Regions from separate parts of the Zea mays genome. Here region 2 is linked to region 1. Evidence: chromatin contacts called from public Hi-C data. All regions are on one chromosome and are shown on one strand. The core of a region is the stretch at or near the end of the contact, and the rest is flanking DNA. Distances in the headings are between cores, read along the strand shown. Region 1 holds the start of LOC100275324. Region 2 holds the start of LOC103635907.

The links. A called contact is a pair of places that touch in the nucleus more often than the background predicts.
Region 2: a Hi-C map of leaf shows a contact between it and region 1, with 6 times the contacts expected there. The contact joins the promoter of LOC103635907 here to the promoter of LOC100275324 in region 1. A contact is called at or near these places in 7 of 25 Hi-C or Micro-C datasets (bundle sheath, ear, leaf and 3 more) and 1 of 3 datasets of contacts at active chromatin or transcription factors (leaf).

The regions. Positions count from the first base shown.
Region 1 is chr8:132,400,230-132,403,458 of Zm-B73-REFERENCE-NAM-5.0, reverse strand. LOC100275324 reads left to right here and starts at 1,281. Exons shown (of 1, transcript NM_001149427.2): 1 at 1,281-1,950. The coding sequence starts at 1,380. The coding sequence ends at 1,601.
Region 2 is chr8:132,669,730-132,673,335 of Zm-B73-REFERENCE-NAM-5.0, reverse strand. LOC103635907 reads left to right here and starts at 2,197. Exons shown (of 13, transcript XM_035961804.1): 1 at 2,197-3,606.

The DNA.
Region 1 (3,229 bases), core at 32-2,531:
TAAACCGTGTGATAAAATTTTTAGAGTTCACAATCTTTCAGATCAACACCGAGTGAACTTGGCCCCAGTCGTGTTTTCTGGTTATGCTCTTACTTGGTGGAATCAATTAAAAGAACATTAATTTTAAATAGAACACGAAGTCAAAATCTTTAAGATAGTCCATGAGACCGCGAGCTTGACGTCTAAATATTCTTTGAACCAATCAGGTTGAAACCGACATGGAAACCCAGCTATCATCTTCAGTGGATACTTAAAACCAGGTGGTGGCCTAAAAGGTTCTTTAATCAAATACTTTTGTCTTACCTTATTTTGTAGTTTTTCACCTATGTAATCTGAAATTCTCCTTCTATCTGATGGATCATATGGAAGCTCATCAAAATTTACCTTATGTCGTGAGATCCGTAAAGGATGATGAGTACCACAGTTGGTGTTTGGTGCATTTGGACTCTTCTTGATGTGCCTCCATCAACATCAGGACTATCGTTGTCGTCTCTTCGTGAAATGCCTCCCTCTGGATTCTCGTTGTCACTTGCTGGGGTTAATTTTCTTTTCAAAAAAACGTTCCAATGTGCTTTGGTTGCCTATTTAATTAGTCAACAATAATAAAAATCAAACACTGTAAATATTGAATGCACAAACAGCCGCATGGCGCACATGATTAAAAATCAATTTAGTCCTTACTTGTCATTTTGCTGGAACAAAGCATACACAAGAAGTTAAGACTTGAGAGGTTTGCTGAATCTGGAAGGTAAAAATCCCTACTTGGGTCTGCCTTTTGAATTTTGATTATATTATCTTTCTGAAAAAAATACAAAACCCTAACTAATTAAATGAGTATGGTGTTCATCAGTAGTTCAGTACGAGTGGCAACTGGCAAAATTGACAACTTTGGATTGGCCGGATTTGAATTTACCTGGTAGCATGTACATGTGCCTAGCCTTGCCGGACGCCTTGAGGGAGTTTCAAAGAGTCGCCGTTAGGAGTCTGGAGTCGCCTAGTCGCGAGAGGAACAGTCGAACTCGAACAGACGAACGTGATCTGTGCGATGCAAGGGACGACGGTCGTAGGACTCTTTAATGGCAACGAACGTGAATCACTAATGGGCTTACAGGCTGCGCTTCCTATTTTGCTCATTTGCTGGCTACTAGCAACTATGGTGCTATCAAGGGAAAACAAGTTACATGGGCTGTGCTAATGGGCTGCGCTTCCTATAGCTAGCCAGAAAATTAAAGAACTCGGCAAACCGCCTATAAATAGAGACCACCATATTTGATATTTCCACCCGCACCACCAAGCAATTAAGCTGTCAAGGGCAAACACCTAGCTACTACCATCCTCTAATCTCTCCCTAGCATCCAGCAGCAGAAAACTAGCTGACAATGTTTCGGCGCACCAAGACCACCATGGCCGCGCCAGCGCCACCACCTACTGACGGCGAGGTGAGGATTCAGAAAGTTGACAAGATCGAGCTCGTCTACAACATCCTTTCCAAGCCGAAACTGTACAAGGCGACTGCGGGAACCGGGAAGCATCCTGCCGCTGGACATGATCAGGCATCGGGCTGGAAGAAGACCGAGAACCCCAGCAGGCCTGCCTGCTAGGAGTGTGTTTTCTGTGGAAGACATCAACAAGAGGTCTGAAACGTACATCACGGAGATGAAGAAACGGTTTCTTGGCTAGCTATATATAGCAGCAGCTGAGCCTGTGATGATGACAAGAGGTGAAGATCTGGCAGTCAGTACTGGTGTCATCCATGCATGGAATTGGTTTGGCTATAGCCTATATGTATATATTTGATATTACCATGTGGAATGGAATATTTGAGAGACTGTGCTCTAGTTATATTTGCGTTTATGTATGATATATGCATGTTATGTACATTATATATAGAGAGAACATAACGTTGAGTAACAAGCTTATTAGTATGAGTATGAGTATACATGATGCCTGCAAGTTGGTCGTCGGAGATATGTAATTTTCCTGTTGTGCTTCTCAGGAACCTAACCTGTGCATGCAGTTACTTGCATGCTGTTCCTTTAATGACAATCTGCGATAGGGAACACTCAAATGCACCGCTACTAACTAGCCAAACAGCATCCTAACATAAGGGGTCTGTTCGAAACGAGAGAAAATGGCTTATTCGATACCGAAATCGGGTATTAGCAACACATGTCTTTCCTGTTTTCTTCTCTCTTTATCCAAGTGGTTTAATTACTCAGTCGTTTTGGTCATTTTTTGCATTGGTTTTAGTCCTGTTCTTTCTGAGTATCTTAAAAAAAAAGGTCAATCAATAAGGATGCATTGCCATGTCAAGCTAGAGTTGGTGGGTTAATTACACTGTGGATGCAGTTCTTGTGTATTTGCTTGTAATAAGCAGGTTCATACACATGAGCAGCTTCAGTGCTAGCAGAAGATGTTAGAGAGAGACAGACCAATTGCAAGCAACAACCACAGCAGACAAGTCTCTCTGGCGTGCAGCGTGGTGCGGAAGGCACCTGATGCGCGCGCTTCCACGCAAAAGTGTAATCTCATGCTTAGCTTTGTATCGATCGACCAGTCTAGATATATTTAGAATGATTGGAACTAACGTGGAGCAACCTGAGCAACACACATTCGGTTATTGCATCAGCGTCTTTGCTCTGGTTGCTGCTGGACCTACCTATCAGGGCTTGTTCGTTTTGCTCTCAATCCATGTGGATTGGGTGGGATTTGATGGGTTTCAATCCCAAATAAGTCAAAATCTTTTATAATTTTTTACAATCTCATCCAATCCACATGGGATAGGAATAACCGAACAAGCCCTGAAGTGGAGATTATTCCCGGGCCGATTTCAGTTTCTATTTTGATTGCATTGGGAGGGATATCCTAATTATATTGCATGTCCCATTTTACCCTACATACATCATCTGACGCTGATATTTAGCTGTTGGAAAGCAAGGTTTCATTTCCTCATGGACAAGATTATTATTACACAGCATTTTTTTGCGTGATCTGCACCGAATAAGAACTTAATTCGTCTCTCTCTCTTTTAGGGGGTGGGGGGCGAACAAGAACATGCATGATTTGCCTTCAGGACGCTTCCGTGTGCACTGTTAAGCGCGCTAGTTCCGACCTCCAGTAGTGTGTCTCGTCAAACCCTTGTTTCTATCTCTCCCACTTGGCGAAACAAAAGAAAAACGTGCTCTTTTTCGTTACTGAAATCCTGCACCAAATTTGTTTTCACACAACC
Region 2 (3,606 bases), core at 948-3,447, 270 kb before region 1:
GCGAATATCTGGCCAAAAGAGGGCCTTTCATCGAATATAACCGTCACCTTCTTCATTCCATCAAAACTAACACCCCCATAAACATCTTCCTCCACGCTTCCTCCATGGTATAGTGTCACTAGGGTGTCCATCTATTGCAAACACAGATTCATAACATAATAACCATTACAGATGGTACATGACTAACAATATCAACTAATGACTAAGTAATTACTATCCCCTTCTACTAATCTACTAAATCTTAAATACTTACTAAGTAATAAATAAGTTATAGTTACTTACTAACTAATAACTATATACTAACTATTAAAGGACCACATCAAACATAATTACATAATCTATGAATAATTTACGAAAAAGATATACCTGAATTTGGGGATGAGTCAAGCTATCAGTGGCGAAGGTGGAGTCGGATGGCCTACTATCTACAAAAAACATAATCCAACATAGAAAACAACACAAATTACCGAACCAATTAACGAACTAACTAAATATAAAATCTAACTAAGTGAACAAAGTGTATACATACAAAATTGTTAAATAACTAAGTATATACTAACAACATTGGTAATCCAACTAACTAAACTAATTATATACTAACAATATTTGTAACTAACTAAGTATATACTAACAAAATTAGTAACTAACTAACTATATATACTAACTAACTCAACTAAAAAATTATGAAAATTAGTAACCTGCGAGGCGGCGAGCGGCGGGGTGCGGTGAACGATGACGAGCCGGCGTGCGCGATGAGTGGCAGCGACATGGAGCAATGGAGGTGCGTGGGGAGCGTGGAGCAGCATGGGCGGAGGTAGCGCAACGGCGACACTCAGGGGCGGCGACGACATGGAGCAGTGGAGGTGGCATAGCGGAGTGGAGCAGCAGGGGCAGAGTCATGGCCTCGCCGGAGAAGAGAAGAGAAGGGGCGGAGGTTGGCGCGGCGGCGGCAACGCAGCCTTAGCGCGGGGGCGGAGAAGAGAAGGGCTAGTGTGGCCCTATACTACTGAGCTCGGCGCCAATATATGTGGTGCCGAGCTTGGTGCCACGTGAGTTGCCACGTTGACCAGCCTACCAGCGAATCCCTCAGCTCGCTGCCATGAGCTAATGCACCAAGACGTGTTACCTCGGTGCCATGTCCTATAGCGCCGAGCAAATGGTCTAAAAACAGTATTAAGTTGTCCAAAGGTCTAAACGTGATTTTTTTTCGAAAAAGGGCTAAAATACAAAGGAGGGCTCCAGCAAGCAGTTAGAGCCGGAGCCGCCTGAGAGCCTCTCTCTCAAACGAGCACTAAGTCCAACACAAGCAGTAGGAGCGAAACCAGAAGCGAATTCTTATATACTTTAGGGCCCGTTTGTTTCCTTTTATTTTAAGGAATTGGATCTAACTAATAGAATAAGTTATTTTTTAGAATATGTCATTCTACAACTTTCTAAAGTGTATATATAAACATATCTCAAATTTATGGGGTGAAAGATGAAAATTGATTCTATAAATTTATATGCTATTTTTAATGTACAATTTATAGCACACTTTCTACTTGCTTCTCTATAATATAAATGTAGTGTATAAAAATATATTACATAGATAAACATATTAACTTAACTAGTTTTATCTAAATTAATTATTAGAATAGAATCATTCCAATACAATACGGGCCCTTTGTGTAAAATAATAAAAAAAATTAAAGATATATAGATGATGTCACGGGCCACGCACCATAGACCGCTGGCCCAGGCTCGTATCCGCCAAGCAGAGAGCCGGTAGCCAACGACCAGGAAATTGGGCCCAAAAAGGGTGCATCTGGACTGCTTGTAGTAATTCGGCGCCCTGTCAAGGATTTACTGCGATGCGCACGGCTCAACAATAGCGGCCCATATGGCCCTCCGCGGTCCGCGCTGCTTCCTGCGCCTGCTCCCGTGATTCGCCCGAAGGACACAGGCGCACCAGCGACAAGCGCACCACGCGGCCACGCGGCACGCCCCCGGCCGGCCGTCCCCCACAGCCGCACGCGCGCACCGGCGCACGCACCACCGCCCACCGGCCACAGCGCCGCAGCAAAAGCGAAGCGAACCAGAGTGGCAATGCACGATCACTGCCGCCGCGCCGCCTACTTCCCTGCCCCGTGCCGCCGCGGCCTGCCTGAGCGAGCGGTTGCCTGCCAGGTACCCACCCGCTCCGCCCTTCTCTGCTGTTCGCGTGCCGTTGTGTTGTTGATTCGAGGATGCGGCTAGAGATTCGGTACCGATGGTGGCGCGAATTTCGCAGGGCGGCAGTTTTGACGCGCACGTTCGCCCGTGTTTGCGGGTGGGGTTGGGTCCGCATTGCTGCATTGACGCATATGCGTCGCCCTCATTTCAGCTGGTTTGCTACATTGCAGCCACGTACGCTTAGATATGGTACAGCGATAGCGCAGTGGTTTGTGTGGAACACATTTGGCTGAAGTTACTCACTGATCAAAACCTGAAAGGTTCGTCTATGGTTTATGCTTGTTCAGTTCTTTTTAGCAATGAATGAACCCAGCTTGCAGTGCCATAATGTGTAGTAGGTCTAATTGCAGCACCGCTCTGTCAGCTGTGTGTGAGCACCGCTAATTGCTGCAAAGCAAGTCTTTGTTGTTGAGCTCAGCAGCTCATGGGCACACTTTTTAGACAAGGTTATCTGGTGAATATGACAGGCAGACAGCTGTAAACACTCCTTATGGAAATGGTGTGCTCCTCACGAAGTCAAAACTTATCGACGATGTATCCGAAGGATGATGGATGGATTTATTTTGTTGGAGTTGTGACCATTTGCATGTTCGTACTATTCTAATAGTTTTAAAGTGGTCCATGACATTCTTTTCACTGAATTGTGGTTAGCAAGCAATCTGCGCCACCTTCCCTAGCACTTCACTCTGTCTCCACACATTCAGTATGTGACTTGTCCAGATTCAAAACATCAGCCCCTGTAACATATCTGAAAAACAAGCCAAATTGGTGCTATAGATAAGTTAATTTGTGTTATCCTTTGAAAAGTAAGAATCCTCCCAAACAGGTGCAGAACTCAGGGCTTACACTTCCAAGCTTCAGCCTAGAGCCTAGTCCCAAAACAGATATCGCAAAACAGAATTTCACTAGCCTCTGTTTCTGCGCATACTACTGATATATTTTTTTTTCTCAAAAAACGCAGGAGAGCTGATTACTATATTAAGAAGAAAAAAGGGGCAAGAGCCCAAACAACCCCACAGACACCAGACGTCCAGACACACACTCACGCCCCAACATTCCCATACTACTGATCTTGTTTCAAATACATGGTGTGACTAGAAACTACCTGGCTTGATTATGGACATCCCTCTTTCTCTGACTCTAATCTATGAAGCAATACTTGGCCAATCAGTTTTATGGATGCTCACATTGTTTATAGATTGTCGATGCTTGATGCCTGCTTTATAAAAACACCTCCTGAATGACTTTTTTATTTATTGAGTTCCTACTATATATTACAAATTTTGTGCACAACATAGGTTCGGATGACCTTGTATTTCAATTATCATTATCCAAAGCCCTTGATAAAACACAGTACTGTGCTAGTGTGCTGTTGCATGTGAAACTCATTTTTAG